2 separate regions of the Oryctolagus cuniculus genome follow, and region 1 is linked to region 2. A link is a contact called in public Hi-C data. All regions are on one chromosome and are shown on one strand. Each heading gives the region's core, a stretch centred on a gene start, on an enhancer-like site or on the middle of the called end of the contact. The rest is flanking DNA. Distances are from core to core; before and after follow the strand shown.

Region 1 (3,264 bases), core at 296-2,795, 390 kb before region 2:
GTGGAAGAAGCTCCTGGCTTCCGATGGGCCCAGCTCTGGCTGTTGCAGCCATCTGGGGGGTGAACCAGTGGATAGAAAACCTCTCTTTCTCTCTGCCTGTGCCTCTCTGTAACTCTGCCTTTCAAATAAATTACTTCTTAAAAGGGGGGGAAAAGAAAATGTAAGGGCTGGCATTGTGACACAGCTGCTAAAGCCTCCACCTGCAATGCTGGCAACCCACATGGGTGTCGGCTCACGTCCTGGATGCTCCATTTCTGATCCCGCTTCCTGAAAATGGCCTGGGAAAAGCGGTGCACGTGTTTGAGCCCTGCCACCCTCTGGGAGGCCCCAGTGAAGCTCCTGGCTTCAGCCTGTCCCAGCAGTGGGCACTGTGGCCATGCAGATGGAAAACCTCTCTCTGTCATTTCTCCCTCTCTCTGTAACTTTCAAAGTGAATAAATCTTAAAAAAAAAAAAAAAAAGTTAATGTGCCTTCCATATAGTTTGGGTAAAGATCTTTTTCTGACACTTTTTACAATATTTACCACATATATGTAATTTCCAGGTTGTGTCCCAATTAGTGCGAGTGGATCGGTTTACAAAATGAGCACCGTAACACTGAGACAGCATCGTTTTGGTCATCGCTGTCCAAAATCGCGGCACCTTTTGAAACGCAACAGACCCCAGGACTCGACCAGCCCCCAGGGAAGTGAAGGACACGCAGGACGAGGCAGAAATACCCAGGCCGGACGCCGGGACTTCGCGGGGTCAGATCGACGATCTTAGCGCAGACCAGCTGAGGGCTGGCAGCGGCAGGAGCCAGACGAGGGTCGCGGGGCTGGGGAACCCGGGGGTCCGATACGCACCAGAGGCTGCACGGGAAGGCAGCTGCAGAGCTGCTGTCCAGGATGGAACCGCGAGCCCTTACAGGACAACTACGGAGACGCAACCCGCGCCGCCGCCGCCGGCCGCAACATCAACCGCCCCCGGCGTAGAAGCAGGTGGGGTCAGGCCGCGCCACACTCGAGGGAGCCACGTTCGCTCTGGGGGTGCGCTCACCCCGGGGCTGGGGAGAGGGCGAGGGGCCGCAGGCCCTCCGGACGGCACGTAAGGGAGCCGGGCGGCGCCCCGCACAGCCCCAGGGTCCGCGCCTTACCCCACCGGACGGGAAGCCGCTCTGGAAACCCACTCGGCGGCTCAGCGCTCAGCCCCTCGCCTCAGGCCGCGGCAGCCCCAGCCACGGCAACCGGAAGTCCACGAGCTCATTTCCGGCGTCGCCCCGCCTTCCTGGGCGTTCCCACAGCCGGCGGCCCGGGGCCGTAAGGCAAGATGGCGGCGTCCGCTCCGCGGCGGCGAGCCGCCCGATGGGCTTTATTTCAAACACTTTCCTACTCCTGATTCCTGCCACTCGCCCGGGTCCTTCTCACAACCGCCAGCCTGTATCTTTATTTCACTCAGCACCGGTGGGAAATGGGCTGCACGCAGCGTAAGCTGAGGCTGAGCGGAGTCCTGTACGGAAAATACGGCGAAGGCTGGGCGGGGTGCCGCATCCGGAAACCCTCATGAAGCCCCGCGGGCGGGGGCGCGGCAGGGGCGTGGTCACCCAGTGAGGCACTTCCGCTTCCGGCCGGCCCGGTCGTTTTGGTTGGGCCGGCTTGTTGTGAGCAGGGCGGGGGAAGATTGTTTGCAGCCGCGGAGCTCCGCGGCCGGGAAGGTAAACTGAGGTAAGGCTACGAAGGGAGCTTTCGCGGCGCCTATGCGGATTCCTGGGGCAGGGCTTTGGGGGTGCGGAGGGGTTGCGGTGGGAGGCGGCAGGGCTGCTCCGCAGGCTTGGGGCGAGGGGCGTGGGGCGGGGCTGGGGCGCCGGAGAGCGGGCCCCCGAGGGAGGCGTGCAGGTGTCGGTTGGGGTGAGAGGGGCTGGCGCGGGGCCGGGTCGGACCTGAAGTCCTTGGGGGCCCGGAAGGGACGTGGCGGGTGCGCAGGTGGGAATGCAGGGGTGCAGCCCTGGGAGGCGGGAGGTCGGGAGGGGCTGGTGGCCGCGGTTCTGAGGCGGACTGGACCAGACGCCGGCCCTTTGTCTCCCCTGCAGCTCCCCAGAGACGCCCGCCCCGCGGCCTCTGCTGCGGCTCAGCCTTCTCTCCCGCCGCCGCCACAGCCTGGAGGCGCCGCCCGCCTCCACCCTCCCGAATGGTGCTCCTCTTCGCAGGCCTCGGCCCAGGATCCAGGCCGCCTGTGCCCCCTGCCTCGGAGCCGCAGCTCCGGGTCTCCCTGCGTGGACTCCCGGCGGTGAGGAGGGAAGAAGGTCTGCGCGGCCGAGGCGTTAGCTCCAGCAGGCCCGCCGGCAGCGTGACGTTCCGCCTCTAGTCGGCTGCGAGGCTCTGCCTCCTGCCGCCTCTGCCATCCAGAGCCCCCCAGGCCTCAGGCTGGGGCCCTGGTCCCAGCATGGCAGTCCTGCCTTGTGCCTAGGGCCCTGCCCTCTCCCGGGCCGCATGGCGGAGTTCAGACAGGCTCCGGGGGGGCGGGAGACCCCACAGGGGGAGCTGCGGCCTGAGGCCGTGGAGGAGGAAGTCCCCAGGAGCCCAGGCGCAGAGGAGCCGGGAGGAGGCGGAGGCGGCAGCGGCGAGGCCAAGTTGTCCCCCAGGGAGGAGGAAGAACTGGACCCTAGGATCCAGGTGAGAAGAGGGCCAGCTTCGGGCCTGACACCTGTGCCCCCACGTGCCGGGCGGGAAAGGAAATCAAGGTTGTCAGCAGGCCCTTGGGAAGGTCGCGTGGCGTGTCCAGAGTGCGGTGTGCTGCAGAGAGGCCCAGCCGGGGAGCCTGGAGCGCAGGGTGTTCGCGTCCCTGAAGAAGCGGAGCACCCAGTGGACGGCAGAGGCAGAAGCACACTTCTGCGGGTGGGAGTGGGAGTGGGGAGGGGTGGGGAGGGGACGGGAGGGGGCATGGTGGTGTACTTCCCCGCAGCCAGCAGGGCTGGTGATCAGTAATGCTGTGTGAGTTGCTGGGTGGGTGAAGAGGCCGTTTTGAGGCTAAGGGACTCTTCCCACTTCCTGCCTTCTCAGAAGGGAATGTTTACGTCTGTGAATGGTGAGCCTTGCAGCCGCTTCATAGGTAGCATCAGGGTTTGGCCTGTGGAGGTTTGTGTTAGTCATGGTCCATTTTTGCTGCACATTCTCGCCTCTGTGGACAGTGCATCTACCAAGGGAATGCAAGAGCAGTTTTTTTTGCCTTGGAGCGTTCAGTCTGGTTGGCGGGACAGACAGGTCCCCGAGGAGGAGCCACCCGGCAG
Region 2 (3,714 bases), core at 935-3,434:
AGGGTTCTGTCAGTCAGGATTGCTGGGCACTGACTCATTTAAACCATCTGATTCTCTCTGCTGCAGGCCTTGTATTTTAACAGGCTGTGGGGCACAGATTATCTGCAGTTAGCTCAGACAGACTGAACTGGACTCACTTCCACAGCTGCCACCAATCACTTCTCCCTGTCCTGACAGCACAGTATGGGGAAGGGGCGGCATTTAAGGATTGAGCTTTTATTGTAACCATTTTTACAAACTTGAGTGGAAATGCTGCCTCTGTACCAAGACTCTGGATGGCTCGGGCACAGATCCAGTGCCACAAAGCAGCTCTGGGCTTTGAGTACCTCTAGAAATAGGTCAGGTCACCAGGTGCCTCGGAGTCCCCAGTTCGTGGAGACATGGACACACTATCTGCATATAATCTGCTGTAACTGAGTCACCTCAGTTTCCACCTTTCCACACCAGGCACACCTGCACGCAGGCACACTCACTGCCCTTGTCACATAGCCTCCCATTCCAGCTCAGCTGCTGCGGCTCTCTTCAGAGGACTCGTAAAGCTCCACCGTGTGTGACTGTTCCAGCTTGCCTCCCTTCTCCCACATCCACACCACAGCAGGTGCCGGCTGCCTCCTGATCTGCAGGAGTGGGACCCTACTCCCCAGGGCTCCTCCCACCACACCACACACACACACACACACACACACACACACACCTGCTGGTGTGGGAATCACCAACATCTCAGTGTCACAGCAGTGTGTGGGGGTTTGGGCAAATGCCCAGGGTCCGTGGCTATGCCTACACCATGGAAAACCTGCATGTGCTTTACAGCACTGGGAACACAGTGCGTGTCCATGTCCATGGTGCCTGGTCAGCTTGCAGTCAGAGGGACAGGTAAAGTCCCCTCTCTGGAACTGGAAAGCTAACAGCTGTCTCCATATCTGCTCTGGTCCCCACGCTTGGGTAAAACTGGGTTAGAATAAACTGATACTTCCTCTTAAAACACAGTGGTTTCTGGGGATGTCTGAAGAGGCCTGCAATTGTCCAGCTTCCCCTGTGGAATCCTCTGGCTTCAGACATGCCTGCTAAGCTGGGATTGTTCACCACGATCTGTGCAAGAGTGGAGGGCAGCTGGGCCCCTCTGCAGCCACAGCTGCCCAAGTCCTTTCCCGGGCGGCCTGCAGCTGTGTCTGGTTAGTGCTCTTATCCTGCCCTGCAGGGCTGCACAAGGTTCAAACAGCTTTGTTCCCTGGGTTCACTGCTGCATTCCCTGAATGCCAACAGAGGGACCTCTGTGATTCAGACCTGGGGCTTGGCACTGGGGATGCAGAAGTAAACTGAATGGATAGGAAGTCCTAGCTCTGTGGCATCTGTGATGTAGCAAAATGAGATGGCAGTAAACAGAACCAATGTCAGTGTACCCACAACCAGGGAACAGGTGCTGTGTACAAACCAAATCCAGGAGATGGAGAGAAGGAGTGGGGGTGAGGGGGGTTTCTATCTCATACAACACCAGGAGGGGGGCTTCAGCCAGAAGGTGGCTTTTGAAAAGTGACCTAGAGAGGTGACAGAATGGGTGTGCGGATGCCATGGGGGGGAAGCACCATCAATGTGGAACAGAGCCGCAAGCCTTGCACCAAGGCAGCAGGGGAGATCTTACCCATCCTACTGCAGCCCCCGACTATGCTAGGATCACCTGCAGGGGAACAGATCACAATTCAGGTGACAAACAATGGTAGGACCTGCATAGCCAGGGGCAGCCAACCTGGCAAGAAGGGACAAGGGCCTGGATAGACTTGACGACACAGAAGAAAACCACCAGGGCCTGTGAGGATGGACACAGTTCTAATGCCTGCCCAGTGGTTATCACAGGAAGCACTGCCCCTGCCTGCTGAACATTTCACCAGTAAACACTCAGGTGAGTCCCGATGTCGCTGCAATGAGTGATGTTTCAATCACAAAATCCGTGTCCAGAATTTTGCATAAATGTTCATTTTCCCCAGGCTCTGCCCATCCTCAGGCTCCCATCACACGCTGCAAGCTGGCCTCCGAGAAGCTAAGGCAGCGACACTCATGGGCAGCTGGGGGCCGGTAACTGCTTCTCATGCCACTCCCTGATGCAGTCATTCCACCTCTCCTGTCCTGTGCCCCCTCCCCCGCACACACACCCCCAGGGGGCCTTTCATCCCTGCATGCAGCTGTGGCTGACAATGGAAGGAGCCAACACAAGCTCCCCTCCAGTCTTCATACTCCTGGGCTTCTCGGCACGGCCCTCACTGGAATCTGTGCTCTTCCCAGTTGTCCTGGGGTTTTATGTCGTGTCTGTCCTGGGCAATGGCCTCATCATCCTGGTCTCCTGTGTGGACGTGCACCTGCACACGCCCATGTACTTCTTCCTTGCCAACCTCTCCTTCCTGGACATTAGCTTCACCACCAGCATTGTCCCGCAACTCCTGGCCCACCTCTGGGGACCGCAGAAAACCATAAGCTATGCAGGCTGTGTGGTCCAGTTCTACATCTCTCACTGGCTGGGGGCCACCGAGTGTGTCCTGCTGGCTGTCATGTCCTATGACCGCTACGCCGCCATCTGCAGGCCCCTGCACTACATAGTCATCATGCGCCCACAGCTGTGCCTTGGCCTGGCCCTGGCCTCGTGGCTCGGGGGTCTGAGCACCAGTGTGGTGGGCTCCACACTCACCCTGCTTCTGCCTCTGTGCGGAAACAACCGCATTGACCACTTCTTCTGTGAGATGCCTCTCATCATGCAGCTTGCGTGTGTGGATACCAGCCACAACGAGCTGGAGATGTATGTGGCCAGCTTCCTGTTTGTCGTCCTGCCCCTGGGCCTGATCCTTGTCTCCTATGGCCACATCGCCAGGGCTGTGGCAAACATCAGGTCAGTGGAAGGGCGGAGAAAGGCGCTCAACACCTGCTCCTCCCATGTGGCGGTTGTGACCCTGTTCTATGGGAGCATCATCTTCATGTACCTGCAGCCAGCCAAGAGCAGCTCTCACGAGCAGGGCAAGTTTGTGGCTCTGTTCTACACCGTGGCCACGCCCACACTGAACCCACTCATTTACACCCTGAGGAACAAGGATGTACAGAAGGCTCTCTGGCACCTCGTCTCAGAGGACTGCTGCAGCTTCCTGGGGAAACAGGGGCAGGCTTAGCACTGCAGCCATTTTCGAGGAGGAAAACTAAGTTCTGAGTCATCAGAACCAATTCTGGATGGTGGACTTTTACAACCCACATCCCACATCAAAGCACCTAGGTCCCAACTCCAGCTTCCAACTAATGCAGACCCAGGGAGGCAGCGAATGATGGCTCAAGTGATTGGGTTCCCGCCCACCTTGTGGCAGACCTGAATGGGTTCCTGGCTCCCAGTCTTGGCTCAGCTAGATGGTTGCAGGTATTTCAGAAGTGAACTAAAGGATGAAGTGAACTAGATGATGTCTTGTTCCATGGAGGTGTGTGTGTGTTTGCCACTCAAATAAAATAACATTTTAAATATTTATTTTGGAGGGCTAGATATTTGGAATGTGATTTTCATTCTGATAGTTGCTGGGATCTGAGGCAGACAGAAATCTGAAATAAATGTGCTCCTATATAATTTCCAGGCCAAAGCAAAGAGAAAAGTGTTCTCTATTTTAATCTGTAGTTAGTGGGTGTATCGTTCTGTTATATTGTTTCAATGGTCATATTGCTCTGTTGCGTGTATATTTATATATTTATATA

What was found. Hi-C and Micro-C count contacts between places; a contact is called where the count stands out from the background.
Region 1: a Hi-C map of an unstated tissue shows a contact between it and region 2, with 3 times the contacts expected there. The contact joins the promoter of SH3BP5L here to the promoter of LOC100354653 in region 2. A contact is called at or near these places in 2 of 6 Hi-C or Micro-C datasets (ear pinna and an unstated tissue).

The regions. Positions count from the first base shown.
Region 1 is chr6:2,199,543-2,202,806 of mOryCun1.1, reverse strand. It overlaps SH3BP5L (SH3 binding domain protein 5 like), which reads left to right and starts at 1,545. Exons shown (of 8, transcript XR_011389626.1): 1 at 1,545-1,702; 2 at 2,068-2,650. It overlaps ZNF672 (zinc finger protein 672), which reads right to left and starts at 1,223. Exons shown (of 3, transcript XM_070075962.1): 1 at 1,135-1,223.
Region 2 is chr6:1,809,121-1,812,834 of mOryCun1.1, reverse strand. LOC100354653 (olfactory receptor 2C3) reads left to right here and starts at 2,184. Exons shown (of 1, transcript XM_002723165.4): 1 at 2,184-3,149. The coding sequence starts at 2,190. The coding sequence ends at 3,149.